Linked DNA regions of Mus musculus: region 1 is linked to region 2. Evidence: chromatin contacts called from public promoter capture Hi-C data. All regions are on one chromosome and are shown on one strand. The core of a region is the stretch at or near the end of the contact, and the rest is flanking DNA. Distances in the headings are between cores, read along the strand shown. Region 1 holds the start of 2210407C18Rik (RIKEN cDNA 2210407C18 gene). Region 2 holds the start of 2010001A14Rik (RIKEN cDNA 2010001A14 gene).

What was found. Promoter capture Hi-C pulls out the DNA fragments that hold promoters and counts their contacts.
Region 1: a contact with region 2 is called in a promoter capture Hi-C map of liver, with 4 times the contacts expected there. The contact joins the promoter of 2210407C18Rik here to the promoter of 2010001A14Rik in region 2. A contact is called at or near these places in 2 of 39 promoter capture datasets (hippocampal neurons and liver).

What each region holds. Positions count from the first base shown.
Region 1 is chr11:58,608,571-58,615,116 of GRCm38.p6, forward strand. It overlaps 2210407C18Rik (RIKEN cDNA 2210407C18 gene), which reads right to left and starts at 4,922. Exons shown (of 6, transcript NM_144544.2): 1 at 4,846-4,922; 2 at 4,236-4,325; 3 at 3,944-4,057; 4 at 3,409-3,564; 5 at 2,108-2,242. The coding sequence starts at 4,308.
Region 2 is chr11:57,799,773-57,807,153 of GRCm38.p6, forward strand. It overlaps 2010001A14Rik (RIKEN cDNA 2010001A14 gene), which reads right to left and starts at 1,695. Exons shown (of 4, transcript NR_131042.1): 1 at 1,462-1,695. Sap30l (SAP30-like) reads left to right here and starts at 1,865. Exons shown (of 4, transcript NM_001081168.1): 1 at 1,865-2,517; 2 at 6,272-6,394. The coding sequence starts at 2,320.

The DNA.
Region 1 (6,546 bases), core at 3,672-6,171, 810 kb after region 2:
GGGGAAAGAAATGTGCCCAGAATGATCTTAATTATGTAACCTCTGTCTCTGCGTGATAAACATACAAACAGCTGGATGCATAGGCTGGGCCTCTGCTTAAGGCATGCTTACCAACACCAGGGTTCAGAACTCTTTCATTACAAGGAATGAACTTAATATACACAAGAAGGACACTAGCTGAAAGACTGCAAATGTTTGGCTAAATTTTAAATTGTGTCTGTGCTCCATCCTAACTTCACTGTGGAAGATGGAGGGAAATGTTGTCGATGCTCTGGCGCTCAAGGCCTTCTTTCAAGACCTCTGAGCTCCATGAAGAACCAACACTATGGATACGCATGTCTCCATTTCCCATGGAAACTGAACTAGAAGGCTGCCCTGCTATGGATGGCTTCAACCACCCTCTGTATCCTATGTGACATCCCATTGTCCCTGTTCATCTCAACTCTTCTCCACAAAGACCCTTTCCCTATGCACCCTAGACCATCCTTCAAGATGATTCCAGATATAAGGCCTGACTTGTCTTCAACTCATCAAGTTCTCAGTTCCATAATTCCACGAAGTATTTCATGCCGTGATCAGAAAAGAGTTGCATTGCCTCCCTCCCGTTATATAGTGCCCAGAGAAGATCCCACAGTTGCTTTTCTGGCTCCTACCTGAGTGATATATGCACCCTACACAACAATACATTGTTCTGATCATTCAGAGAAAAAAATCATAAAACTTTTACTAAATTCACAGCGGTCTATGAAAAGCTCAAGTGCTCACCTATGTGACATCCAGAAATGAAGTCACCTGCTGTGTTGTCAATGAGCTAAGGCCCCATTGCAGGATATCACAGCAAGGCAGGTGCAAGCATTTGTATTTCTTTCCCTTACTACCCCCTACATCCAACACACACACACACACACACACACACACACACACACCTCTTCAACTGTCAGCAAATGACTCCCTCTAGATCTTGGAGAGCTTATCTCTCCAAGATCTATAGCTTGCTTGACCCTACCTTGCCCTTTTCTCTGTGAGGAAACTAATTTCTAAGAGGACCCCTCCCCCACTCACCAACTACTGGCCGAGCGGTTTTCTGTAGGCCCCATTCATGTTGTGTCAGGATTCACTGTATAAGGATTGTATTGAGAGTAGAGATGAGGGGAGAGATTTGACTCTTGAGAGGGGCCTGTCACATTAGGTGATGCGGAAGGATGGGGTGGACACGCAAGACATGAGAGAATTAGGAACTAATTGCATTCTTAGTTTTGATTCTGCCCTGGATTTTGTTTTTGTTGTTTGCTTGCTTGTTGTGTCTCTCTGTGTGTGTGCATATACTTATATGGAGGACAAGCACATAAAACTATAGTTGACAATGAAAGTGTAAACTTCAATCCCATTCTCCACTTCTTCAGATTGGAGACGGATGATCTTTGGGTCTGAATATTCTCACGCTATGAGGTTTTAAATTTGTAAGTTCTTTGAAGTTTTAATTTAAAAAAAATACAAAAAACAGGAGCAGAAATGATGTCACTTCTGAGATTAGACTATTAAAGCCTATAGCTCCTCCTATCAGTCTGCCTCTCTCTATCTGATCACTAGTACCGAGGGAAGTCAGCTGATTGACCATGGGGCCACTTCATGAAAAGGAGCTGACAATACCAAACCATGAAGGAAGTGGAAAGCAGATCCCACATCTGAAGGACCTCAAGCCCTGCTGACAAGTCACACAGCCCCAGGAGACACCCTGAGCATCTGAAGGACCCCAGGCCCTGATGACAAGTCAAGTCACACAGCCCCAGGAGGCACCCTGAGCATCTGAAGGACCCCAGACCCTGATGACAAATCACACTGCCCCAGGAGACATCCTGAGCATATGAAGGACCTCAGCTCCTGCTGACAGCTCACACAGTCCTAGGAGACACCCTGAGCCACAACCAGTGCCAGTGACATGCTCAGATTCTAGACCTGCAGAAACTGGGATTCATATTTGCTACTTTTTAGCTGCTAAGCTTTGGATACACAGACCATCCACATTTTAAAGTAACAAGCAATAATAATAATAATAATAATAATAATAATAATAATAATAATAATAATAATAATAATACACTCATACCTCTGCTGGTAACCTCAATACACCTTTTCTCTGCCCCTGTGCACTTTAGGGGAGTTGTCGTGGAGCACGTATTGGTTTTATTATTGTAGCAGGCAGGACATTCAACACCATTGACTTCTGAAGATAATGGAGGCACTGAATGGAGAGAAAAACGTTTTCATCTTGGGAAATAGAAAGAAGAAACAGCTGAGAATATGTCTATCTACTGCTCATCTAATACAGGGTTTTTCCACGATTCTACCAAAAAGCGTTGCAGTGAGGATGAGCTGGGAGGAGGCTCAGGAGAAGGCACTGGGGTGTGAGTGCCAGGTAGGACCTCATGGGAATTCAGAGTTGTCCTCACTTTCATCAGTTACTCTACTCTTTGCCTTGGAGGGAAAGTCCTAGATAATGGGAGAGGAGAGGATCTGTTTTCTAAAAGTATGCTGTTCAAAGAGTGAGAGATGACCAAGTTGTGGTCCACACAGACCTGTGCTCCCAGCTACTCCAACTTTGGTGGCTGAGGCAGGAGGATTACTTCATCCCAGTAATATAATGCAAGCCTGGATGCATAGCAAGACTCCATTTCAACAATACAAAATCCAAGATGAGTAATGAAGTAGATGAGGAAAGTCTCTTCACAGGAGGAGCAGAGAGAGCAGAGCAGAAAGAGCAGAGCAGAGAGAGCAGAGAGAGAGAGCAGATCAGAGCAGAGAGAGCAGAGCAGAGAGAGCGATCAGAGCAGAGAGAGCAGAGCAGAGAGAGCAGAGTAGAGCAGGGCAGAGAGAGCAGAGAGCAGAGCAGAGAGCAGAGCAGAGAGAAGCAGAGAGAAGCAGAGAGCAGAGCAGAGCAGAGATCAGAGAGCAGAGAGCAGACAGCAGACAGCAGACAGCAGAGAGCAGAGAGCAGAGAGCAGAGAGCAGAGAGCAGAGAGCAGAGAGCAGAGAGCAGAGAGCAGAGAGCAGAGAGCAGAGCAGAGCAGAGAGAGCAGAGCAGAGAGAGGAGAGAGCAGAGCAGAGCACTTAAACCTATAGATTCACTGAACCTACTTAGAGAGTAGACCCCGGACCAATTTCTGCTGCCTCGCTGTTTCTCAGTCTGCAAACGCAAGTGTGTGCACACATATCTCAAGAGCAGGGCTTATATCCAACCCAGGCCCTTACAAATAAAGGTGTCAAGCAAAATGGGAAGGATAGGCATCACTGCTGCTGCCCATAAGCACAGAGATAGACCCATGGAAGATAGAGGAACCCTGAGCAGGTGGTGGGGCACAGACCCTAGCTGTGTTTATGTGTTGGGACACAGACAGGGGGTATACTCACGAGTGAGATTTTCTTTGTTGCACTGCTCACCGGTGCAGCACTGGGTCTTGTATCTAAATTTCTGTCGATTCCCCAGTGTTGCTGAGAACTCCAAGGCACATAGGTTTTGATATGAAGCACACCCTTTTTGCTCAAGTACTAGGTTTGTATCTGGAGCTGCAGGAAATTGAACCACCAAGAAAATTTTCCTCCTAAGCTAGTGGTAAATAATCTGTTCCTTCATCCCCTCTATCTTGAGTGTTGTACTTTCTCAAGAGTCTCTCTGCACTAGTCTCTCGAGAACAAACCAACAGAGCATGGACCACTTGCTACAAAGGGAGTGACTAGTGGTAAGGTACTCACTTAGCAAGCATGATGCCCTGAGTTTGATCCCTGACACACTAAAAGAGTGCAGTCACTCCCAAATGGTCCTGATCATGTAGAGTCTAGGGCCTACAGCAAGCACATGCTCCATCTCCACCCAGCTCCTAGTCTCATCCTGGAAAGGAGGCAAGGATGAATTGGAGGATGCTCAAGGTAGCGAGGGTTGGCTTACATGGTGTTTCCAGTTTCTGTATTTGGCTGAAGCAGCTATAAGAGGTTAGACAGGTACTTGTACCCCCAAGACAATTTCCATTTTCACACGTAGCTTGTATACACGTGTAACTCTCTGTAAGGAGGAAATGTACATCATTTAAAGGGGAATCCCAAAGCCTTGTAGTGGATTTTGCTTCGGAGTCAAGAAGCCATGGGAGGATAAACAGACTACTGGAGTCTCATGGGGTTGGCTACCTCCCCCAGGTACTTGACTGCTTACCTCCCCTTTGCGTTGCTTTGTTTACTCTTACCTACAGAGCAGACAGCTAAGATGCTAAGGACAAAAACTGTGAGGAGGCTTTTCAGGATGGAGGACCAGCCCATGGTGAAGCTTGTGAACACTGCAGGAGATGCAAGTAAGAACAATGGGATCAGAGCAATGGGGCTCAGACCTGTAATCCAGCAATCCACATACTAGACTGTGTTCTTTGTCCATGTATTCAATCAATCAATCAATCATCAATCAATCACCCCTTCACTCATCCTTTCTGAAAGCCCAAATTTGCCAAACACTGGTTTTTCTAGATGTGGCCATTTGGAAGGATGCAAAACTGGAAAAGACTCCATATCCTTTATCCAGGCATGGGGGATGGGGATGGATCCCAGGAAAGGACTTTCAATTAGGAGGAATTCTTTCATGGGACTGGAAGGCACTAGATCCCCTTCCACAGTTGACATGGCCGAGTCAAGAAACAACTCCTCTGGAGAACAGGTGGAGGCTCTGTGTGTACTACAAATTTCTGGGCCATGGTGCTCAAGAGCAATCAGACCCTTAGCTAATGACATGGCTTCACCACTTTCTAAGTCACCTTCCCCCTAATGGATGGCCTCCACCACCAGGTCCACACTAGAAATACTCACCAAGAAGGCTCTTCTGAAAGGACGGCCTTGAGCTGGAGAGGAAGCAATCTCACCTAGAGAAAGGATGAAAGGAGGACTTTCTCTGCCTCCCAGTCACTTTTATAGCCCAGAGGACCAATGCCTGGCAATTAAGACACTGTAAATAGTATCTTGGCATGACGTCAAGTGCACTGCACTTCCTGATCTAGAGAGAGAGACTGTGAGAAGAGTTTTTCCTGAACTTCTGGTTGGTAGGGAAAGGAAGGGAAGGAATTTGTAATGCTGCTGTGCCTGAAGTAAGCCGCAGAACAGTTTAGAGTACTTGAAAGTTAAAAAGTATAGGAATTGTCCTGTAGTGTGTAGCTACCATCCTCCATTGTTGCTTGGGGCAAATCCCCAGAGTCATTCTCTCTCCCATCCTTTCCTTTATCCCTAGAGTCTATTAACTTCTCTGCTTAGAAGGGACCTGATGTGTCCCTCTGTAATTTCACTCCCCCTAACACACACACACACACACACACACACACACACACACACACACACACACACACACACAGCCCGTCTATTTATTTTTAGGCTAGCCTCTTCTTAGGGCATAGCTTAGCAGCCTTCTTATTTACAGTGGAGAGAAAGGCTAAGCTAGAAGGACTCACACTTCCTCTAGTCATCCAGATTTTAAACACATTCTTTCAAAATTCAGGTGCCAAGTTCCCCCTCCCAGGGAAGACAGTGTGCAGAGTTTTGAAGAAGGTGTGGGTTACAGGAAAGGAACAGGGTTGTGCATGTGCCTCAGAAGCTGGGGTGTGAAAGAAATTAGGAGGAACACCTAACAGTCATAGAGGGGACCAACTAAGAAAGGGCATCTGTAGTTACAGAGACCAGCAGAGACTCATCTGGAACTTCCAGTGTTCAAAGTAAGTTGACAAAACATTTCCCGGGTCATAGAAACATGAGCTGGGAGTAGACTTGCCACACTGGCAGGAGATGCTGAGTGAAGATATCATGGGTCCCTAATGATGAAGCCTATCTCCCTTCCTGTTCAATTGCTCAAGATGATGAGACAGCAGCCAAAACATGCTGTACACCCCCTGCCCCCACCAAATACAACGAAGGCCTTTTCAAAGAGTCAGCTTGAGTCTTGTCTTCCAAAGAAGGAATTTGGCATTGCTACCTTGTGGCATTTCATAATGTGCCCCTCATCACTCCCATCCTATCACACACCTGCTCTCACATCTCCCAGGGTCAAAGTCATAGCTGGAGACTGTATTTTATGGTTCCCTATTGATTCAGCTTAATAAGTTTCAAGTTGTGCAACTAGTACTAGACTGTGAGCTCCTAATTAGCTGAGAACAGAGATAAGGTTGGTGACTGCCAGTTGGCTCAGGGCCAAGAGGCCAGACTTGCAGGTCAATGGCCATTTCTCATTAATAGATTGGCTTGGACAGTGCTGAGCAGAACAGCAGCAAGCTGAGGCCACTGTCATTCATCCATGGGGAATGGGAGCATGGCTCTCATCTACCAAGCATCACAGAAACTCTTCCACCTTCTCCCAGGGCAAGGTCTCAAAGAGACTGCTTACATATGGCAGAATTTGGACATAAAACAACAGAAGTTGGATGGGCACTTAGGATAAAAGGGCCAAGGAAGTAACACCCTAACCCTGACTTGTCCCAAGACCAAGGACAAGGGACAAGGGAAAGAATACCTCCAATCCATGAAAAA
Region 2 (7,381 bases), core at 445-2,944:
AGCAATTTCGTAATGGACACATTTTGTTTTGTTTTGTTATTTTGAGACAAGGTCTCACAAAACCAAGACTGACTTGCGAGCTATGTAGTCAAGAATGATCTTGAGGGGCTGGAGAGATGGTTCAGCGGTTAGGAGCACTGACTGTTATTCCAGAGTTCAATTCCTAGCAACCACATGGTGGCTCACAACCATCTGTAGTGGGATCTGATGCCCTTTTCTGGTGAGTACAAAGACAGCTACAGTGTATTCATATCCATAAAATAAATAAATAATTCTTTTAAGAAAAGAGAGAGAATGCCCTTGAACTTCAGATCTTCCTGCTGAAAGGTGGGACTACAGGCCAGTGCCGCCACATCCTGTTTAAGTAGTAATGTGGAACAAATCCAGAGCCTCGAGTGTGCTGATCCACTCTGCCACCAAATTACAGCCTCAGCCCCCACAGTGGCCTTAAATTTTTATCTGGTAGGTGTATTTTCTAACATACTGTCTCCTGTGTGAAATTAATAAAAGTAAACTGTACAAACGCACTTTTAGACCTCTGGAGAGAATTTAAGAGCTTTCCGGACACCCATCCCATAACCATACCTCTCCCCCACAACACTACTGACTGTAGGACCCGACCCTCAGAAAATTCCCTGTGTCCTTGCATCAAGGACGAGGTGACACCCTGGTCTTGGCAGGGTGCGGTGGCCTCCTCCCGGGTTGGTCTGAGTTAGCTTGAAGCAATAAAACTACAAATCAGTCTCTAACAAGTCTGAAGGTGAGTCCTCCGTTGGTGGCCTAAGGGCTTTTCACCTTTGCCTCAGCCCACAAAGTCCACCCTGAAGATCAACCCAGGCCAGGGTTGCTCTGACGCTGGGCTCTCCTCCTTAAGTCCCTTCTTCCTTGGTGCCCGCTGTACTCAAAGATTTCTAGTTCACCTGTCCGACCTCTCCTGTCTCTCAGTGCCTCTTTACGCGCATATGCACTTCCTCGTTAGCTTCATGTCCCACACCATGCACCCTGTCTCCCGCTGCCGCGTAGATCCTCCAGCCCAGGCTTTTCCGTTTTGCCCAGTCTGTTCTCCTGGCAGCACTTTCTCCCTAAGGTCTCCTTCCCATACCCTTCCCTTGTCCCTCAGTTTTCCTCCGCACGTCGATGCTTCAGTCCACTGCGAACGTGATCTCTGCTGCAAGTCTGTCCCTGCTTCCCGCAGACCCCACTCAACATAGGAGACCTTGCGGCCTGTCAGATCCGGCTTAGCATTTCGTTCCATAACCGGCTTGCTCACAACCCCACTATGGAGCCGGACCTCTGCTCAGGATCCCGCGCTGGGATTGGGAACCTGCTCAACATCCCATCCCGGAATGGAGACCCTGCGACCCTCCATATCCCGCTCAGCACCACTCCCTGAGGTGGAGGCCCCGCGTCCCTCCTGACCTAACACAGCATCTCGCCCCAGAGCCAGAGGACCTCGCTCACCATTCCTGGCCCGGACCAGGACATCTTGCATTCTTCCAGACCCCGTTCAGCATCCCTCGCGGAGCGAGGTCCCTATTTACCATCCTAACGGCCTAGAACATCCTGCATCCCTCCAGACCCATCTCAGCATCCCACTCCACAACCAGGACTAAACCTGCGGCCCGCTGTCCTCTCTAGCCCGGGTAACTCTTCCCTCTTGCACTTTCTCTACTTTGAACCCATCCCAGCAGAGTCCAGGAAGTAGCCTGGCACCGGAGACCGGCAGCGATGGCGCCCAATGGGAACTGCCAGCGGCGACGTGGGCCCCGCCTACATAAAGAATACGACCATTGAGCGCACAGAGGCGGGACTTCCGCTGTGCCGCGGCGGGCGGGGGAGCGCACTGTTGTGGTGCGGCGCGTCGGGCGGGCGGCGGCCGGGGCGGCCCAGGGGCTGCCGCGGGGACTCGGGGCGCCGCCGAGCGGCCAGGCGCTGGGGCGGCCCGAGCACACCGCGGGGCCCGGACACGGCAGGTTCGAGGCCGGGCCCCCGCGCGGGGAGCCACGGGGTGGAGACTTTGCCGCGCGGCGCGGAGCAGGCGGGAGCCGGCGGGGGCCTCGGGAGCCCCAGGGCGGCCGGGCCCGGATCCCGGGGGAAGCCTCGTGAGCCCCGGCCGGAGCCTCGGCGTGTGCATCCCCGCCGGGGCCCGGGCTGCAGGAGCACAGAGCAGCCGGGCCTCGCGGAGCTCGGAGCGCGCCTGACCCAGGGCGCACCGTGGGACCCGGGCGCGGGGCTGGCGAAGAGCTGCCCCGCGGGGCTAGCAGCCGCGGAGTGGCCTACAGGGGTCCTCCCCCGGAGGGGCCGGGCCGGGGCGGGGAGATGAACGGCTTCAGCACAGAGGAGGACAGCCGCGAAGGGCCCCCTGCCGCCCCCGCCGCCGCCCCGGGCTACGGCCAGAGCTGCTGCCTCATCGCGGACGGCGAGCGCTGCGTCCGGCCCGCGGGCAACGCCTCCTTCAGCAAGAGGGTGCAGAAAAGCATCTCGCAGAAGAAACTCAAGCTGGACATAGACAAGAGCGTGAGTCTCGGGGCATAGCGCAGGGCCGCGGGAAGGGACCCCGGGGACGCTCCGCGCGGTGGGCCTCGCCGCGCAGTCTGTGCAAAACAGGGGACTCAGGTTCTTGGAGGCCGCTCGGTGCTCCGCGACGCTGCCCGCGTCCCCGAGGGTGGGCTGGGAAACCAGGGAGGGCTTGGCACACTCTCCCTGCCTGGGAAAGCGACAGCAGTTTCCAGCTGTCACTGTTGCGCCGAATAGCAGAGCAGAGAGAGGTGGGTTACTTTTGCAAGAATTGGGCAAAAGAGGTGACAAGGGAACCGGGAGGATCTTCTCCAACTTCGTCCTCCCTCCAGGGACCTTGTCGCTCTTTCAGACACTAGCAAGGTGGCCGCGACTTTCCTGTCTGCCGCGGCCTCCGGTCTCTGCAGCGCAACACAGAGCCCGCTTCGCTGGCAGCGAATGAGTTTTTCTGAGATGTGGCAGAAATAAGGCCAAGGCCGGGTCTTAAATGATTTGCTGTGGATGTGATTGAAGGGGGCGGGGAATCAGCTTTCTTGCGGGGATTAGCATCTTTGGTAATGCCGTTGGAGGTGGAGAGGTGCAAATTTAAAATGGAATGAGATTGCCCTATGCCTTGTGGCTAATTATAAGAAACTTCCTGAGTGATTTCACCTACTCTGGTCCTCAAGATGTGCCTACTGCCAACCGGTTAAGAACTTTTCAGTTTGACATCTGTTGCTGCAAGCCCTGAGTGGCAGCTTCCAGGTTAGGAATTGAGACTGAGTTAAGGAACTTCTCATATTCAGGAGTTTGAATGATTACTGTTCAACGGTTTGGGGAAATCAGACATTGCTTGGTAGCGGGAAAGGGAGCCGATCTTTACACTTCTGATGTGGCAGAAACTGAGGCTGGGGGCGGGGGGGTAGGAAGCAATGGCGCCAAGAGCACACTGCACTTAAAAGCTGGCTAATTTCCTAAGCCCACTTATTGCCTGGCTTGCTTCCAAACCTTACACCCAGTTTTCATTCGTCTATAATAAATAAGATCATCATCCTTTCTTCTAGACTCTTCTCTTGCACACTCAGTTTTATTTAGTCAACCAGTAGAATCCAGCTCATTTGAAATCGTGCTGGGTTTTGTTTTTTGTTTTTTTATGATTGGGACCTTCCTTTTTACAAATGTCTTGTCAGTAAATAAATGAGTGAGTGAATGAATGAATGAATGAGATTACTCTGAAGCAAAGCTGGCTAAACCCTCAGGTGTCCCCTGCTAATCACACATGGGAGTGAAAGTGATCCCGAGACTGGGGATGAGTTTATCCACATGGAAACGGTGCCTGCCTCCCGTGTGGGCTGCTGGCAGTGCTCACATCTGGATGGTTTTGTTGTTGCAGTAAAGACTCCATTTATCCACTCACCCCATGGGGAAGCCATGTGGAGCAGTGTTGAGCATGTCGATGTCACACACACTCACACACACATCATCATCATCTGGAAGAAAGGCCCCCTCTGCCCTGTACTAGCATCCCCAAAGGCAGTACTTGGGAAGGCTTGTGGTTAGATGTGCGGCCTTAGTCCATTTCAAGGTGGTAGTACAGAGTCATTATCTCTGAAACAGTTTCTATTTCATTCCACAGATGGGCAGGAATTCAGTCCCAAGTAAGTGCTGTGTTACTAGAATGTCTAGCTGTTGTAGCAAGTGAAACAGGAAAGAAAAAACAAACAAACAAACAAACAAAAAAACCCAGACAACCACAGTGAGCCTTTGCTTCCACCCTAAGGCCCCCACCTCACCCACAAAAGCCCCTGAGTCCTGAGATTGCTGAAAAGCAGATTAGACTTGAACATGGTTAAGGACAGAGAATAGCTGTCTGGTAAAAGGATCTGGCAAAAGCCCTTTTAAAATACTATAGCACCCCCCTTCAGGTGGCCACTGGCTGCCTCTGTACTGTATTAGTACATAGCCAACTTGCCGCTGATGGGTTTCTTCTTTGCTTCTGGAGAGTGCTCGAAGCTGGGGATCACATAAAGGAAACAGGCTCCAGTGTCGCTTGGGTTGCTGCCCCCTGCTCTGGTCTGGCCTCTTCCTACCTAAGCTTTAGAAACACCCCACTCTGCCACTCATTCTTCCCAGTTTACCACTATGCTGTGGGAAGCCACTTGCGCTCTCTCTCTCTCTCTCTCTCTCTCTCTCTCTCTCTCTCTCTCTCTCTCTTGGTTTCTCGAGACAGGGTCTCTCTGTAGCCCTGACTGTCCTGGAACTCACTCTGTAGACCAGGCTGGCCTCGAACTCAGAAATCCTCCTGCCTCTGCCTCCCAAGCGCTGGGATTAAAGGCGTGCGCCACCACTGCCCAGCACCACTTGCTCTCTCAAGAGCCACTTACTTACATTGTCAGCCCAAGTGCCAGCTGCCAGGAATGGAGCAGAGGTCACATGTCCTCTTGTTTCACCTGGGTGTTACTCTTTTTGGTTTTTTCGAGACAGGGTTTCTCTGTGTAGCCCTGGCTGTCCTGGAACTCACTCTGTAGACCAGGCTGGCCTCGAACTTAGAAATCCTCCTGCCTCCCCAGTACTGGGATTGAAGGCGTGTGCCACCTCTTACAAGTTCACAAATTTCAATGACTTTTGTCAGATTCCACTCTGGCAATGAACTTTTGGACATTGTCCATAGGCCACTGTCCTAAAGAGTAAAACCCAGCCAGGCAGTGATGGCCCACGCCTTTAATCCCAGCACTTGGGAGGCTGAGGCAGGCGGATTTCTGAGTTTCGAGGCCAGCCTGTTCTACAGAGTGAGTTCCAGGACAGCCAGGGCTACACAGAGAAACCCTGACTCAAAAAATAAACCAAAAAAAAAAAAAAAAAAAAAGAGGTGGCTTTTACCAGCAAAAGTCATTTGGCCGTTTGTAGATATGAGAGGGCCTACATTGGTGCATCAGCACTTATTTCTCGCCTGCTGTGTACAAGACAGCATCACAGTGTAAACTCGGAATGACTCATGACTCACCAATCCAACCACAAGAAACTGATAATCATCAAATTAAACAGTTTTCATTGTTCCCTCCACAAAGCAGCCTGAATTCATTGATGGTGACTTCCTGCCAGCTTACTTTTATCTTTAAGGATTTAAGGACCAAACTCCAGTTCAGATGTCTCCCTAGAACATTTGTGCACCATCTGTCCCTACCCAGGCCAATTACACAGGCCCTGGGTCCTGCAGGGTCTTTGAGTGGTTCCTCCAGGCAACTGTGCTACCTACATTCTTAAATGAAACCCTGTTCTTCACTGCTGAGCTGCTTTTGGCGCCTTTACTAATATACTCTGGTGTTTATTAGAAAATCAGAGTGATGTCCACTCTCTTTTATGTGGTCCCCCTTTGTGAGGGTTCTGTCTCTCTCTGCTCCTTTGTGGATCAGATGTGAAGCAGCAGGAGTCAAGTTTTCCGGTCTTACCCACAGTAGGAGTAGGCGCTGTGAGTACCATCCACTGTCCTGCGACCTGTCTCTGCCCATTGCAAGTTCATAATTCCTCCTGTACCTGTAAGGCTCGTTTGCAGGGGCTGGGGGGGGGGGGATATCCAAGTTGAACATGTACTTTCCACTGAGCTGTACTGCCAGCCCTCTATGTTTCTTCTTCTGCAGCCTATATAGAATGGTTGTAAGCTGTTGTCTGCCTTTCACTCTTCCATCTCTCTCTAGTACCTGGCCAAAAGAGAAGGCTCATGATCTCACAGGTTCCATGGGGTTGGTAACACTGACTTTAGGTTTCTTCCAATCAGGTAAGGCACCTGTATATCTGCGACTTCCACAAAAATTTCATCCAGAGCGTCCGAAATAAAAGGAAGAGGAAGGCAAGTGACGATGGCGGAGACTCCCCCGAGCACGATGCTGACATCCCTGAGGTAAAGGCCAGAGTGCTGGTAGAGAGAGCAGGGAGAATAGATAGTGAGTGGCCCAAGCCTCCCTCCCTCCTTCCCTCCCAGCCAGAGAATGAGAGGAGTGGGTCCAGACTCCAGCTTTCTCCCTGGCTATTGTGTGTTCAGAACTAGTCAGTCATCTTTGTCTGCTTGCCTTGCTGCGGTGTGTTTGAAGAGAGTTCTCTAGACTTTCAGTAACACTGACTGTGAAAGCTTGGTGATGAGCTGCTCTGCCTGCTTGCCTGGCACTCTCCAGACAGGCCCGAGGCTCCGAGGTCCCAGGTGGTACTACAGGCTCCGCTCGCCTTCTTTGTAGTAGACTGCAGGGCTTTGCCTTTGAGCCCAACCGGTGCTTAACATGATGTTGCCTCTTTTAACACCCTGATCTTGCCTTTAAAGTTAATGTTCAGTCTGTGATCTAGACAGCTCTTGCTGCCTTCTCCGACCTGAATGTAAAGGTTCATCTTGTCAGTGTCACCAGCTGGGCTAAGGCTTGTCCCCAGAGACACACTGCAGCCATTTAGCCAGTGCTGAAATTTGACATTTGAGGGGAGGGGCACATCATGAGAATGATAGGATCAGCAGCACACACACACACACACACACACACACACACACACACACACACACACCTTGCTAGAGGCCAGTGACATTGTTGTGACAGTGCAAACATGTTCTGCACACATTGCCACATATCCTTTGGGATGTGCCCCCAAATTAAAGAGCACTGTATAAGACCATGCATCCCAGCTTGTCGCCCAGAAGGTTCCATGTGTACTAAGGGAGCTTTCAAGGTTATCGGCGTTCCCTTCCAAAGTGTTCCCACTTGGGCTTTGTGACGAGGAACTGTGCCCAGTGTGCACTGAGCATTTGCTGCGTCACACTTCACGGCTTCGAGTAGAAGGAGGTAGGCCTTGGTCTGCGGGTGTGGAGAGGCCTGGGAAGCTCAGCCGTGTCCCCACACCTCTCCCT